2 separate regions of the Mus musculus genome follow, and region 2 is linked to region 1. A link is a contact called in public HiChIP or PLAC-seq data. All regions are on one chromosome and are shown on one strand. The core of a region is the stretch at or near the end of the contact, and the rest is flanking DNA. Distances in the headings are between cores, read along the strand shown. Region 1 overlaps Dera (deoxyribose-phosphate aldolase (putative)). Region 2 holds the start of A830011K09Rik (RIKEN cDNA A830011K09 gene).

What was found. HiChIP or PLAC-seq counts read pairs in DNA pulled down with a chosen protein or histone mark.
Region 2: an H3K4me3 HiChIP or PLAC-seq map of neural tube shows a contact between it and region 1, with 6 times the contacts expected there. The contact joins the promoter of A830011K09Rik here to the enhancer-like site in region 1. A contact is called at or near these places in 2 of 39 promoter capture datasets (hippocampal neurons and second pharyngeal arch cranial neural crest), 2 of 484 Hi-C or Micro-C datasets (cerebral cortex and cortical neurons) and 4 of 115 datasets of contacts at active chromatin or transcription factors (astrocytes, embryonic forebrain, forebrain and 1 more).

Annotation. Positions count from the first base shown.
Region 1 is chr6:137,795,238-137,798,751 of GRCm38.p6, forward strand. Dera (deoxyribose-phosphate aldolase (putative)) reads left to right here. Exons shown (of 9, transcript NM_172733.1): 6 at 1,517-1,645. Among named protein-coding and RNA genes, the nearest start is that of Dera, 42 kb to the left of the region's middle. Within about 2 kb of position 1,859, at least 8 of the 459 cell types and tissues checked have an H3K27ac peak or open chromatin away from gene starts, as enhancers often do. A contact at or near this core is called in neural tube, where this site is marked.
Region 2 is chr6:138,421,474-138,424,987 of GRCm38.p6, forward strand. It overlaps A830011K09Rik (RIKEN cDNA A830011K09 gene), which reads left to right and starts at 1,632. Exons shown (of 4, transcript NR_126073.1): 1 at 1,632-1,892. It overlaps Lmo3 (LIM domain only 3), which reads right to left and starts at 1,557. Exons shown (of 4, transcript NM_001356306.1): 1 at 968-1,557.

The sequences.
Region 1 (3,514 bases), core at 609-3,108:
ACATATAAGGTACTCTAAGGATAGGACTGAGACTGAATACAGTGTTGCCTGAGTCCTACAGGAAGTGACACATCTGCAGTCATCTTCTGTTCACCTCTGTCAGGCTGTGGAGCAGGGAGCCCACTGTTACTTGCTTACCACAGAATTTCAAGTCACAGGTTAACCAGGTTAGCATTCTTGGGTTTTTAGACCACAAGTCATCCTGTCACTTTTTCTAGAAGAACAATGTTCTCATTAGATTTAGTTTCCAGAAAGGTCCTTCCACCCTAGAGTCACCTTCCTGAGTGGAAAGTAAATTGTTACTGCCTGCTAAGGGGTTATGATTTAAGACACTCCAGTGTCACAGTGGGCACTTAGGTCAAATGGCTTTTCCACGAGTCAGGTTACATGGGCAGGGGAAGGGGGGTAGACAGGGCTGTCACCTCAGACCTTCTGTGGGGACAATCTGGTGGTGACAAACACCAGACATCCTGTGTGTAAAACCAGCTTCCCCTAAGACACACACAAGCCACCCTGGTCATTGTGGCAGATTTTCTGATTCCAGAGTTTGGGGAATCAGATAGACGGTAGGCTAGGGGGAGAAGGCTAAAGCCCATGCTATCCTTGACAGATGCCTCTTAAGTAGCTTTTGAAACACATTGATTTTGTTTACTAACATTTTTGCCTCTTTACTGGTATTTCTTTTCTTTGTTTTACATGTTTTTAATTTTGTGTGTGTTTCGTTTGTGTTTTGTTTTCGAGTTGGTTTTCGCTTGCTTTGGTTTCTTTGAACTGTTTGGTTTTCCTTCAGCCGCTTCCCTCAGTTTGGTCTTGCCATGTGTCTTTGGTTGCTTTGTCGACCCGACTCTGTCTAGTCTACTTACCAGGCTGCTCGCAGGCTCTGTCTGGAGCTCTGGAAGGTGAAGTAGAGCTTGGGTGATTGACAGCCACCTCAGTGCACACCACTAGCGTGAGCTTTCCTCACATACCTGCAGTGCACCTGCCAGCCCATCACCTCATGTTCTCATGTACTTACTGTCTACAGTGGTGGCCAGTGAGCTCTTCCTGCATCGGCATTGCTCGTCTCCCAGGAAAGGTCTGCTTTAAACGCTAACAAGAGAACCTGCTACCTCTGGAGGAGAATGAATAGGAACCGCAGGATATCTTTTCCTCGTGGTATAGTAACTGGATGCTATATGTATGGCAGATAGATTTGCTTTTATTTTCTCCCTCAGGTCCTAATCACGTGGAAAAAAGTAGAAATTATTTGTACTTTGCATGTCTTCATAATGGTATTTAAGAGGCTTTATGACTCTTGACCCCAGGCCCAGGGCTTGGGAACAGTTTTATGGTGTCAAACCAGGCACTGAATGTGAACTGTAGCAGGGTGCTCTAGGCGATATTAAATTGGGGTGATGTTTAGTAAGTGGCAAATGTCTTATGTTTCCTAAATCCGAAGTGGGTTCTTCTGGCTCTAAAGAGCCGCCACCTTTACCCCTTGCCTGCTTTGTAACAGCTGCAATGGTTTCCTCCACAGCTCTCTACGATGAGGTCACTCAGTTTCGAAAGGCCTGTGGCGAGGCCCATCTCAAAACCATCCTAGCTACGGGCGAACTGGGCTCTCTCACCAACGTCTACAAAGCCAGCCTGGTAGCGATGATGGCAGGTAAGCTTCGTGTCTTCAGACCTGCTGCCCACTGGGTCGACGGTTTTAGGAGAAACAAGGGAAGACAAGCATTTGGATGGTATTGCAAGTGCTACCGTCATCCTCTTTCCAGAGGGCTGAGATGAGATTTGTGAATGGAGACTTTGGGCCTCTGTCCACTTTTCTGTTGGTTTGTAGCATTTTTCTTTTGCTGCGCTCTCCCTATGTAGCAGTAGATGGCGCTCTTGTTAGCAAATTGCCTTTTGTGCTAGTTGATTCTTCCTCCGTGTGTGCTGGAGAGGATTTAGTTTAGCATTGCGTCTTTCTGAGACCTGTCTGTGCTTTCTCAAGTGGCCCCTGCTTTTGTTCCTGCTAATGTAAGGAAGAATCCGGGGGGCGTTCTTCTTACTTTCAGATAGAGGTTGACCTCTATTGACCTCTGTTGCTTTGCACAGAGCAGACGCATCCGCTCAGGTTGGAGCTCCGCCGGCCTCTTTCTCACCTCCACTGTACCAGGGAGTGGCCTGCTGCATCTCTCTCCACGCTGCAGCTGCTGTCCTGGGCAAACCCTCCCGAGTGGGTTACTTCAGCTCAGGTCTCCGTCCCTACTTCTGGCCCTTTCTAGTCTTCTCTCCTCTGTGCTGTTAAATGGCCTTCTCAGCGCTGATTTGATCATGACCCCACTTCTTTACAACCGTCCCCCCCCCCCCCAGATGCCCAGATGGAGTGCAACTTCCAGGCCCTCTGTCTGTGTCTTCTCCTGTCTCCTTCCCCTTCACTCCTGGACTCAGCTTCCGTTGTGTCCTTGTGCATGTTGGGCCCCTGCCTCGAAGGCCTCTGTCCTCAGCACACTTGACTTCAGCACAGCCACGCCAGTGTCTGGCATCACTTCCTTCCCCACCGCTTGATTCATCTTCTCGAGAGCTCCATATCCTTTCGATTAATTGATTAATTCTCTATTAGATGACACGCCTCACTGTGCTGGGAGTGAGAGCTGATTTTGAGGTGTCCCCTAGGGGCCCTAACTCTGGGATGAAGATGCCTGGCTTCCCTGGTTCAGGCCATTCATTGTGGTCACGCTGTAGATGTTTATACTTTAGATATAAGCCTTGGATACTCTCGTGTGCCTTTTGAATGCCGTCGGGCCTAGTGGATGCTTCCCTGGGACTCTACTGAGCATCAGCCAGGCCACTGAGGATGATCCGGCCTGGTCCCTGCTGCCGGCCCTGTGGGTACTTGTTGCTGCTTGTGTCCTTTAAAGCCAGATCCCTAAATATCTGAGGCTAAGTAGAAATAGAGTACTTTGCACAGCACTGGGGTGCTGGAGTTCAGCAGTCCACAGTAGAAGGCTCATTGTGACTTGGGGTGACTGTGTTAAGGCCCTCAGTGTGTTAGCTAGACATGTGGTCCCCTTCTGGTTCTTAGCCAAGGAAGAGACTGCTAGTCTGGGCAACAAACGAAAAGTTGAGGCCATCTTCAAGGAGCTGCAGCCAAACATGGCAGCAACCATTTGTGGGACACCTTTGAGGGTGTTGCCGTGTCAGCATGCTCGCAAGGCCAAGGCACTTGATGGGGCCACAACTGAGCTGCCCTGAGGTGTCTCTTACCACAGCTATAACACTGTCCGGAAAAAAGTATGGGCTTTCTGAAAGGTCAGCCGTGGACGCTCTGCACAAGCAGTTCCCAGAGGGAAGGTGGTGTTAGGCCGCCTCCATCTGCTGTGCCCAGAGAAAACTGGCTGGAAGCTGCCACTGCCCTTGCTTTCTGTGCAGTTTGCCCTCTGCTGTGTTTATGGGCTCTGCTTCACCATTTAACTAGCCTGTTGAGCCTGTAGCTGTGGGGTACATCAACAGATTCATTCTCAGTTTGGTCTTCTTACATTGCTAGTTT
Region 2 (3,514 bases), core at 382-2,881, 630 kb after region 1:
ATGACAAAGCCACATGCTTCCCTCACTCTGCCTGTAATCCTAAAATCCCAGCGGCCCCTTTTAGCTTCCTAGTAACAAATGGATTTGATTAAACCGTCACACGCAGTGTTAGCATAGCATATCGTGTTCGGTATGAAAAAGATCATAAATCTGACTTGTGTTTCATAACAGCAATCTGAGTAGCCCCGGTTAAAATGTGCTGAATCTCTCTCTCTCTCTCTCTCTCTCTCTCTCTCTCTCTCTCTCTCTCTCTCTCTCTCTCTCTCCCTGTTAAGATGCAGACACTTGGGTACAAGGAACCTATGTCCACTGAACACGACACAGTCACTTTTGCAACACACAGAAGCAGTGTTTTGATATTAAGGTTGCATTGGGAGAAGCAGGGGTGTAGACAAAAACAAGGTTGTAATTTCAACTCTTTCTTGGGGGTGGCAGGCATACATTTCATCAAGCAGGTGTAGAAAGGTCTGGGAAAATACCCAAGACTGATATCACTTCCCTTAGCCTGGTAGCAACACCCCGCCCCCAACCTTTGCAAACTGTCCCAACCCCTCTTCCAGAGTCAGGGTGTGCGAATGTTGCAGCTCCCAATGAACTTTGTCTATTATGCACTAGACTCCTACTTGAGATGTTGCGTCGCGCTGCAGCCGCGCGCTCCACTCTCTTCCTCCGGCATCCACGTCTTCCGCCCCACATCTATTTCATGTCTCATCACAAAAATAATGATGCCTCCCATGATTTAAACAGAACCAAACAAACACAAAACCCTCTCTGCAGACCTGCAGCCCGGTGAAAGTTGCAGTGGTGGTGGGGATGGTTCGGGTGCAGCTTTACTTTATGCCTTCTTGGGAGAGGATGGGGAAGAAGAAGAAAAAAAAGCCACCCAACATCCGCACACGCACGCGCGCACCAGCAGACATACACAGCACAAATAAGCCGACGCGTGAGTACACAACCCCTGACTTACCTTCTCAATTAAGCGATACAGGGGAGGGTGTTCAATGAGCCCAGCGGCTGCTTGGTAGCGCTTCTCCTTGGGAAAGGTCAAAAAGAAACATTGTTTGAAAAAAAAAAAGGAAAAAAAAAAACCGGGGGGTAGAATCTCTCTCTATATATTTTTTTAAGTTTAAAATAATGAGGTCCTCCAGGATCCGCCAAGTACCAGTGTGGACCGCATGCGAGCCACAGGTGTCCTTCTTTTAGGCAACTGCAGTCCGGGGGATGTCTCTCTTGGTCCTGGCTCCTGACAACTTACCCCAGCAGTGTGCGAGGAGCCCGAGCTGAAGGAAGCCCTGGCTCTCAGCCGCAAAATGCAATCCCTTCCCAGCCAGACATAATACAGCCCAAGAAAAGGTCACCCAGTTATTACAGCGCCTCGGAGCCCAGGCAGCGCCTGTCAGATCCACAGTGAAGGCAGCTCCCTTCCGATTTAAGAGTATTTACCTCTCGCCCCCACCCCTCCCTCTTCTCTCTCTTCCTTCTCTCCCTCCCTCTAGCTGGCTCCCTTGCTCGCTAGCTTGCTTGAGCTCTCTCTCTCTCTCTCTCTCTCTCTCTCTCTCTCTCTCTCTCTCTCTCTCTCTCTCTCTCTCTCTCGCTGTGTCTCTGCTGTCTGTTCCGCAGCTCAGTCAAGTACAGCCGCCCTCGGAAAGTGCAAAAGCAGCCACGAGACAGATCCAGGCTTTGTTGCTAATTTCCCAGGGTGAAAATTGACAAGCCTGGGAGTGCAGTCAGCACAACCCATTGCATATGCTACTGACAAACGCTGGGGACATCCCCTCCCACCCATGCCTATCACACAGAGAATGTGACCTCTGCAGGACTGGACTCTGGAAGGACCCTACCTCCAGGACTCGCCCACAAGAAGAACTGCAAAAGAGCTCCAAAGGAGAAGGGTAGGGCTTCCTAAAATAACGGGGGCATTTTGGAATAGGATGGGGACTATGAAAGCAAATTGCCCTCTAAATCTGTTACTGACAGTGCCAGTGGAGGAAGTTAAAATAAAAGCCAAGGAATCAAAGTGCTACCAGGGAACACTGGAAAACTGCACAGCCCTCCTTTTAGTAAATGTCTGGGGGTGTCTGCAGTTTCCAGGGCTATGAATTCTGTTTAGAAACTCTCTGAAGTCCCTGTGCAGAATGCCTTGTCATGTAAACTCAGGCCAGGCAGTGCCACACACCCTTTCCTCTCTCTCGAATGGCCCCAGGAGTCAGACTGTGAACTTGTACCCCATACCAGGTGCTGAACCCAAAGTGGCCACTGAAACACACTTACTACAGATAGGTGAATACTTGACTTTGAAACCTGCTTCAGTGTTAGTCCCCAGGAAGCTGAGCCAGACTTCCAGGACTAAGCCGGTCCCCTGGCCACTTGCCCACCTACACCCTGCCTTCATACACTTATTTTAAGGCCTGGGTACATCCTTTTATTTTTGCCTCTAAATTTTTCCCATTACTCTTAACCTCTTCCCTGCACTCCGATGCTCTATAGGTCACTGGTAGCTTTAAACCATCTCCTTTTTCTAAGTTTTTAAACTTCAGCTATCGCCCACTTTGGTGTCTCTATCAAGGTCCTCTCAGCATCTCTCACAAAGCCTTGTCAAAAGGTTAAGCTTAAAAATAGTGCCAGTTTGAATGACACTGGATGTGATGCTCTCAGTGCCAAGACAGGATCAATTGTTGAACTACCCACCCACCCCAAAAAAACACTACCCACAAAACACCCTTCAAACAATACAGAAAAACTTTGCTACTTCTGTAACATCAATTTTAATATCTATCTATCTATCTATCTATCTATCTATCTATCTATCCGATCTATCAAATTATATATATATATATATATACATATATATATATACACACACACACACACACACACACACACTAAAGCAGTCCCCCTTGAATATTTATGTTAAATTATGCTTCCCTATATCCAAAGTCCTGGCATAGCCGGTCTAATTTATTTTTTAATCCCAACCTTCAGAAGGCTCCTAAGAAAATAGTAGGTGGCTTGCTTTCTTCTCCCTTTCAAAGACAACAAAACTCAGAACTAACCTGAAAAATACCGAAATTCACAGACAGGAAGATTACTGAGAACCCCTTCAGCTGTTCAGTCTATAAGCAGACTTCTTAAGTTTTGGCTTTTCCTGGCCCTAGTACTCAGGCGTGCGCGCACGCACACACACACACACACACACACACACACACACACACACATCCACACAGCTCCCTGCTTGTCCTACCCCACCCTCCAGCCAGATCTACTCTGAAAACACTCTGGTGTGTGTGTATGTGTGTGTGTGTGTGTGTGTGTGTGTTGCCTGTTATCTTTAGCAGCCAATGTACTGAGAAGAAAAGAGGGAGGGAGGGAGAAGTATGTGTGGGGAAAGGGAGAAATAAAATCAAAACAAATGGCACAGCTAATGAGGACAATTAAATTAATTATGTTCAAGGAGGATGAGGTTTTTTTTCCCTCCAACTGTATGATCTGTTACCCCTCGCTGGCAACTGCTTCT